Regions from separate parts of the Mus musculus genome. Here all the other regions are linked to region 2. Evidence: chromatin contacts called from public HiChIP or PLAC-seq data. All regions are on one chromosome and are shown on one strand. Each heading gives the region's core, a stretch centred on a gene start, on an enhancer-like site or on the middle of the called end of the contact. The rest is flanking DNA. Distances are from core to core; before and after follow the strand shown.

The links. HiChIP or PLAC-seq counts read pairs in DNA pulled down with a chosen protein or histone mark.
Region 1: a contact with region 2 is called in a FOXA1 HiChIP or PLAC-seq map of pancreatic cancer cells. The contact joins the promoter of Sltm here to the enhancer-like site in region 2. A contact is called at or near these places in 4 of 39 promoter capture datasets (the 3T3-L1 cell line, 3T3-L1-derived adipocytes, cranial neural crest and 1 more), 3 of 115 datasets of contacts at active chromatin or transcription factors (embryonic stem cells, large pre-B cells and pancreatic cancer cells) and 1 of 9 other capture datasets (embryonic stem cells).
Region 3: a contact with region 2 is called in an HNF4G HiChIP or PLAC-seq map of pancreatic cancer cells. The contact joins the promoter of Ccnb2 here to the enhancer-like site in region 2. A contact is called at or near these places in 7 of 39 promoter capture datasets (cranial neural crest, embryonic stem cells, hematopoietic stem and progenitor cells and 2 more) and 4 of 115 datasets of contacts at active chromatin or transcription factors (embryonic stem cells, extraembryonic endoderm stem cells, large pre-B cells and 1 more).

What each region holds. Positions count from the first base shown.
Region 1 is chr9:70,541,409-70,544,108 of GRCm38.p6, forward strand. It overlaps Sltm (SAFB-like, transcription modulator), which reads left to right and starts at 1,307. Exons shown (of 21, transcript NM_025690.4): 1 at 1,307-1,673; 2 at 2,562-2,649. The coding sequence starts at 1,512.
Region 2 is chr9:70,052,320-70,055,019 of GRCm38.p6, forward strand. No RefSeq gene overlaps it. Among named protein-coding and RNA genes, the nearest start is that of Gcnt3, 16 kb to the left of the region's middle. Within about 2 kb of position 1,287, at least 24 of the 459 cell types and tissues checked have an H3K27ac peak or open chromatin away from gene starts, as enhancers often do. A contact at or near this core is called in pancreatic cancer cells, where this site is marked.
Region 3 is chr9:70,420,244-70,422,943 of GRCm38.p6, forward strand. It overlaps Ccnb2 (cyclin B2), which reads right to left and starts at 1,311. Exons shown (of 9, transcript NM_007630.2): 1 at 1,174-1,311. The coding sequence starts at 1,197.

The sequences.
Region 1 (2,700 bases), core at 57-2,556, 490 kb after region 2:
TAGCCCTGGCTGTCCTGGGTCACTCTGCAGATACCAGGCTGGAGTGTAGTGTATCTCAGAGATCCACAAGCCTCTCTCCCCTTAGTGCTGATAGGCATGTCCCACCACTGCCCAGTCCAATTTAAGTTTTATAACCAGGAAACTGGAGAAAGATGTAAAACAAAACAACCTCAACCCCACCTTTGTTAGCACCTTAGCATTCCTTCTAGGCTCCGCCCAACACTTACCTAGCAACAGCCAGGTAGGCCTGGATGGGAATGTCCCCCCCCCCCCTTTGACTCCTTTCTTCCTCTCCCCTCCCCCCTCCACGTGTTCTTGGCCGGGCTCTTCTCTTCTGTCTTCTCCCTTTCTCTGCCTCTACTCCCTTCTCAGCTCCCCTTGCCATACCCCCAAATAAACTCTATTCTATACTAGACCAGTCTTATGGATGGTACCTGGGGTGGGGATGCCTCAGCATCAGCCGGATGAGGCAGTCCCTCCCACCGCTCTATACCTCGCTCTACAAAACATACCCTTGCCTTTACAAAACATCACCCACCAGTAAATGTTAATTCAGTTCCCTGTGTTTCCTAACTTTGTCCAACTTTGTGTTAATTCTATAGATATTTACGCTGTGATGATTAATAATATTAAAATTACTAAGAGATACTATGCGGGCTATTTCTCCATAAAGTGGCCCCTGTCCTTGACATACCAAATGCTGGCGGCGCAGGGCAGAGGATACTGTATAGGATCAGGGCAACATATACTTTTAAGTTATTCTCCTTTTGTGAACAATTTCATTGAGCCATCAGGCCCGTCGGAGGGGATGGGCAAGCTGAGGCAAACGAGGAGAGGACGTTTGCCTGGTAGTTTTCAGGCAAAGAGGGGCTAAGCTTCAGGGGGTCACAGCGTGACACTGTCCCCTGGGCTCTCGGCCTCAGGTTTCGCTGGGCGTTCCGGGGCGGAACCCGCCGACCTAAGTTCACTAGTATACCCCGACCACCTTTCCACGATGATTCCGTACTTCTTCCGGGAAGGCTGGCGCACACGCCCCCTCATTTCGGTGAAGAGACGCACCTACTCTCCCTACTATGGGGTGCCTCTCAAGTGGCGATGGCTCTAGGTAAGAGATGAGAGGAGAAGGAGGCTAATGGAGAGGCGGGAACCGTGGTACCGAGGACAGCTGAGCGGTTGGACACGCGGAGACTTTCCCGGGACCACGCCAGAGGCCGAGCCACCGGTCCGCTGCGAGCTCCGCCCCCTCCATGCCTGCTCAGTGCGCACGCGCACCCGTCATCCGGGTGCCGCTGCAGGTTGCGCTGGAGCAGAGTCGGGGGCGTGGTCCCCGTGGGGGGGCGTGGTCAGTGGCTCATTGTGCGCAGCGTAGCGCGGCGCCGCTGGCCGCCCGGGGCCCGGGTTGGAAGTTGGTGCTGCCGCGGCCACCGCCTCCACCGCCGCTGCCTCCTCCTCCGCCGCCGCCGCCGCCCTGCAGCCCACTAGCTGCCTCGGCAGCGCGTTGCTTTCCCAAAATGGCTGCCGCTGCCGGGGCCGTGGTAGCCTCGGCCGCCTCTGGGCCGGCGGAAGGGAAGAAGATCACGGAGCTGCGGGTTATCGACCTCAGGTCCGAGCTGAAGCGCCGCAACTTGGACATCAACGGGGTCAAGACGGTACTGGTCTCCCGGCTGAAGCAGGTGAGGCCCGGACGCTGCGCGCAGGGCAGCGTAGGCCGCGCCGTTTAGGTGCTACGCTTCCGCGGTCGGGGCGGACCGGGTGGTGCCTGTGCGTGCCCGGCGCGCGGGGCCCGCGCCTCCGCGAGGAGCCTGGCCTTCCAGCGGCCTCGCGAGCCGCCGCCGGTCGCGCCCCCTGCCTCCCCTGGGACGCCCTCTCCATCGGCTCTGCGGCCTGCGGAGGGTGGAGCTGCAGACCCTGGGCGGCGCTGGGTACCCCGGCCTACGGGCGGTGCGCAGCGCGTGCATCTCTCGGGCTCCGAGGCGATGGTTAGTTTGCTGACTTGGCCGAAGTTACCGTTTAATTGTGTCCAACCGTTTCTTCACCCCTGTTCAGAGAAATCCGTAGTGGGAGTTGATGAGTGGATGAGAAGGGAAGATTCATCTTTTTTTTTCCCCACTAGGCTTTTAACTGATTTATTTTTAATTCTTAATTTCTGATTGCATCAGCGTAATCATCCACGTTCTCAGTCCTGTTAAGCTTTCAGGTTTATTCGCGTGAAGCCTTGGAATCGGAGACGGGAACAAGTGTACGCAATACGTTAGGAAAACTCTTCCTTATTTAAGTAGCTACAAACTTTCTGTAATAGAACATATTTAGGTTCTTGTTCAGTATATGTGACATGGAACCATCGACTGGGTGGAATTTCAAGTTCCAGGACATTTCGATACTCAATGACACCCTCCACCCCTTTCTGTGTAGCATAATTACTCGTTTGTGAAGTCGGTTTGTAAAATAACTGGCAATTCTAATGTTTTGAGGCTGGAGGTTTGGTAATATATTTTCATTAAGTTTTTATAAAATAAGTTTAGATAGTTTGTGTAGCATATTAACTTCTCTTTCTAATGTAGGCTATTGAAGAGGAAGGAGGCGATCCAGATAATATTGAATTAACTGTTTCAACTGATACTCCAAACAAGAAACCAACCAAAGGCAAAGGTTGTTACGAGTTCTGAACATATTTTAAAATATATTTTGGTTCTATAACTT
Region 2 (2,700 bases), core at 37-2,536:
CTGCACCGTGCTGGAGCTGCAGGTACACGCCGCCATGGCTGGCTTCTTTATGCGGGTCATGGGGATCAAACTCAAGTCCCTGTGCTTACGAAACAAGCATTTTATCACCTGAACCATCTCCACATCCCAAGCAAAGATGATTCTCTCTCTTACCTCATCCCTCTGTTCTCTTGTTCATTCCTCATGTGTGAAAACACTTTGAAACAATTTCAGGATTTGTGTATAGACTGATATCCTTATTGTCATGGCTTGTTTTTAGTTTGGCCTAGAGTCCAGTCAGTTCTAGGTATATTCCCACACAAACAAGAGTTAGATCTTGGGGTTCCCTTTTTCTAAAGAGTCTGGTATCTGGCTGGACCACAGTTTTCCTTCCTCAGTTGACCTTGGTAAATGGGTCAATTTTGTTCTCTGTTATGGGGTCCATCAGAGAAGACTACTCAGATACACGTTCAAGCCAGAGGAAACTTTATTAGCCACCAGCAACTACACTGGGTGTTCAGAGTCCCAGTGTAGCCCAAGCCTTTCTCAGGGTGAGCTTTTAAGCACAAAATTAACCATGCTCTGGGTTGACACACTTCAGTTAACAAGAACAGTTAGCCAGAAGCAGAGCTACAGAAGCTGAAGAGCAGGGTTAGTACAGTTAGAGACTTTCCGGGGACTATGGACTTTGATAGATTAGGTCTTTGTTTTCACTTTGGCAGGTGATGCTGTCTAAGAGCTGGGTTTTACGGCCTGGATGGTACATCCATCATACAGTCTTGGGGCTTATTATGTTCTCTACACATCTCCAGGGTAACCCATTACTAAGTATGTAAATCTTCAGCTAGCATGAGCTGTCCTGACCCAAAGCTCCTGAAACCCATCCCTGCCCTGTGTTACCTGGGGCGTGTCTGCAACCGTGGGCTTTTCCACAAGCACCCCATATCCTGAATAATGACGCAGAGGTTTATTTGTTTGTGAATAAATGCCTAGGCCATGAGCTAGGTCTGTTCCCTGACTAGCTTGCAATGTATATTAACCTATTTATATTATTTCATGTCTGTCACATGGTTAGTTAACTCTCTCTAGTTTCATAGGTCAGATGACGGTGGAATCTTCCCACATCTCACTCTTTCCCAGAGTTTCTCCCTCTCCCTCTTCCCCCCCCCCCTTCTCTTTCCTCTCTCCCCTCTCCCTGTCTCCCCCTCCCCTCCCTCTCTGCCGGATGTCCCACCTTCTATTCTACCCTCTTGCTAATAGGCCATCAGACTTTTATTGACAGGTGATGTTTCCACACAGTGCACAGGAGATTATCCCTACCCTTGTCTGCCGGGCTGCCTTCAGTGCCATAGTTTTTCATCCTTGCCAGCTCGTCTGAACCTTTCACTGGCTGAAGAGCTACAGAAGAGAGGCATGCAGTGCTCAGAAGAATCACTGCTGACATTTGGTGGTAAAAATCCAACCTCTGTTTTGGAATCTTTCCAAGTTACTTGGGAGCTGGGAAAGTAAAGGTCGGGTCCTTCCTTCCCTGGGTGGTGAAGGTGAGTTTGAAGACCCCATCTTTCTTGAGAAGAAGCTGTAAGTCAGACAGGAAGCTGACTGTGGAGGTGGGGATTTCTTTCTTCAGAGCAAAGGAGGGAAGAGGCCAGAGCATCGGTGGAAATGAGTAGGGAGGGAGGAAGCTTTCTGATAATCCTCTGGTTAACCCACAGCTTGTGTGTGTCCTTGCATGGGGCAGGGATGTTTGCCACTTAGAAAGACTGTGTCATGAAACACACTTCTAGGGAAAGCCTGGAACTGAAGGCTCACTGAGGAAAGCCTTACCCCAGGATGGACAAGCAGGGCCACTTGGCCTGAGATGACTCTCATATACTTAAGGGAAAGCCCAGCAGAACATTGTGTTTTTCATATATATAGCCAGAGGTGATGTTATCTAGGTGAAATAGGAGGTGACCTCTACCCTTTAAAAGCCACACTTGGATCCCGTTTCAGGATTTCTGGCTCTGGACCCTGAACCCACATTGCATGTTATAGAAGCTGAATCATCTTAGATGGTTCTTTAAGTATGCTTGCTATAATAAACATCGTGACCAACAGTAATTCAGGAGAGGAAGGTTTAGTTTGTTCCTGTGTACACTGTTACAGGTAGCAGTCCCTCGCTGAACAGAGGCTCAAGCAGGAACTGCAGCAGGAGCCATGGAGGAATGCTACTTTCTGGCTTGCTTGCTTCCAGGCTCATATTCAGTTTGCATTTATAAAACACTCTAGGACCACATGCCCAGGGGTAGCTCCACCCACAGATAGTAGGCCCCTCCCACATCAATCAGTGGTCAAGAAAACTCCTCTTAGACATGGCTACAGGTCAATCTGATCTGGATAATTCTCTAGGTGAGACTCCCTCAGATAACTGTGGACTGTGTCAACTTTCCAGCTGAAACTAACCAGAATACTGGTGTTCTAATTTACCTTGAGAGTCTTTGTATAGATTCATTGCCTGAGAGTGAAAGATATATGATAGATGGACAGAGGGGTTGGGTTGGTAGGTGGATGGATGGATGGATGGATGGATGGATGGATGGCTAGGAGGGAGGGAGGATGGATGCATGCATGCATGCATGATGGATGGATAGATAGATGGAAGGGTAGATGGATTGGTATATGAATGGAAGCATGGACAGATAAATAAATAGATAGGTGATAGAGAGAGATAGAGAGATTACA
Region 3 (2,700 bases), core at 61-2,560, 370 kb after region 2:
TTGCTATTCATACCCCAAAGTTTACAGTGTGGTACAATAACAAGTATTCCATGAGAAAAAAATATTTAACTTTCTGAGTGTTGGGGGAGGGGGGGAACTAATCCTACAAAACAAACAAAAAAACCTCTCCAAAGGTTGGGGTTTTTTTGTTTTTTTTTAAGATGACCTGTGTAGGATAGACCAGATAAACTGTACCCCATCCCTACACAAGACTTTAACTGTTAAATAATTTGAAAGAACAAATTAGACAAAAATTAACTTGTTAGTGGCAGTTAGAGCTACAAGACATGAACCCTGACTGTATGTTCCTCATTGTTTAGGATTCTGATCCCCAAATCTAAGCTGTTCGGTCTTTACTGCTAGCTTCCCACGGCTAAATTCAAAATGAGTTTGAAAGTTCAATTTCTTATGAGTTAAAGCCTGGTAATGAGGGGTACCCCTGAATTCACTGGGAAGAGGAATTGGAGGCTTTTAACTAGCCAGGACAATGGCAGCAGCTGTGTCGGGGGCCCTCTTGTTTTCAACTAAAGTAGACCGACCCTAGTACAATTAAAGCCTAAAAGTCAGTAATACTTTCATTCTCAAAAAGGTAATTAAAGGAATTTGGCCTTTTGCCCAACTGTCTGCCATCCTAGGATCCAAGTTTTGTACGTTTCCTCTTACACTTGGGTGTTTTTGTTTTTTGTTTTTTGCTTTTTTCGAGACAGGGTTTCTTTGAATAGCCCTGGCTGTCCTGGAACTCACTCTGTAGACCAGGCTGGCCTCGAACTCAGAAATCCGCCTGCCTCTGCCTCCCAAGTGCTGGGATTAAAGGCGTGCACCACCACCGCCCAGCACTTAGGTGGGTATTTGTTTTCATTTTGTTATTTCTGTTTTTTTTTTTTTTTAAGAGGACAAAACCACACTTTAATGACCTTGGCCAGGAAGGCAGTATGAAGACGCGAATGGGAAGCTCACACGAAGCAAACTGAAAAATGTGAAAAGTAGAGAAATGGCACTGGGCGGCTTCCCGGTTCCTCCCGGTCCTCATCCCCAGCGCAGCACAGCCCTGAGTGGTAACAGGAATGAAGACCCCAGGCCGGGCCTCTGGACCGCTTTAGCTCTGCCAGGGCCTCTCCGGCAGCCTCCCGGGCTACCCGGCAGGACAGGGCACCGTAGCCCCGGCGCACTCACCGTCGGGCGTCGGAGCAGCGCCATGAGGGCCGCCCTGGCAAGTGCGGACGAGGCACAGCCACTCCGGTCTGCGACACCGTTGGGAGGGTCAGGGCCCCGCCGCTCCGCGTCCACCGCCCGGTCCGCGATTCAAATACCGCGCCGCTGACGCACTATTGGGTAGACGCACGCAGGGCGCGCGCAACCCATTGGCTAGACTGGAAGGCCTTTCTGCACGTTGATTGGCTGGCTTGTATTTGCTTGTCATAGCAACCAGCGAGGCCACCAGGCTTTGTTGTTTCCTTGTCTACAGTCTTATTTTCAAATTCTAGTCCCTGATATTAAATAAAATAATTTTTCCTCCTACTGGAAAAGATTGTCTTAATTTTAGGGGTAGGAGTGGGGAGCCATCACCTAAGGACATATGTCTTTAAAAGTTTGTTCTGGGTTAGGTAGAAGTGGGTTCCAGAGAACTTCCTGGAAATGCTACTTCTGACCTTACTTCCTCTTCCGGAAACGTCTACCTGGGAATTTGGATTGGAATGGTCTGGCAAATGAAGCCATCGTCTCCAGGTCGTTCAGGGCTACAAGATGATTGTGACTCGGATGTGTACTGTATGTGGTCTTCCTAAAACAGATCCCCAGCAGAGTCATAATTCAAACTAGACGTGATTTGTGTGACTTCCAGCACAATACAGTAGAACTCAGAAACTATTTGTCAAATGACGGTGTGATGTGCACAAGATTTCAAAAGAAAAATAATGAGTATCCCAAGTTGTGAACAGTGAGAGACAAGACAGAAAACAAAAACAAAAACAAAAAACAAAACCAGAATATTACCCTGGGGAAAAGACTAGGTAACAACACAGAAAATGGTGCAGTGCCAGCAGAACGACTTGAGATCAGGCTACCCCATCAGTCTTGTTCAAGTCCCTTCTATTGGGAAATAATAAATGCTCCCTCCCCCTTCGCCCAAATCTGACATTTCCAATCTGAGTCTAAAGGAAGAACCAGTGTTGTCCAACACTCCCACCTGAAAAGACAAGGTGGCAGTACTACCCCTCGACCTAAATTACACATGGATATTGGAAACCAAAGGAGCAGAAATAACTATTTATATCCCATTAAGTTCTCTCAAGTACCTGCTAAAGGAAATGAAAGTTCTGTGGCTGCTGACTCTTGGTCCATCATCCTTACAATCACAGAGGTTACGCATAGCTTTCTCTTTCTTGGGAAGCTTTGGTTTGGATTGGGGAAGAAAATGTGCTCTGCAGTTTGTACTATTAGCACATGCTTGTAATAATTCCAGTTACTTGGGAGGCTAAGGCAGGAGGATTTTTTTTTTTCCTGAGACAGGGTTTCTTTGTATAGCCCTGGCAGTCCTGGAACTCACTCTGTAGACCAGGCTGGCCTTGAACTCAGAAATGGCAGGAGGACCTCTTAAACTCATGATTTCAGCACCAATTTGGCAACTCAGACCTATTCTCTAACTGAACTTTAACTTTAACAAAGCCATTGGCTGTACTTCAGGTTACTGTGGTGAATGGA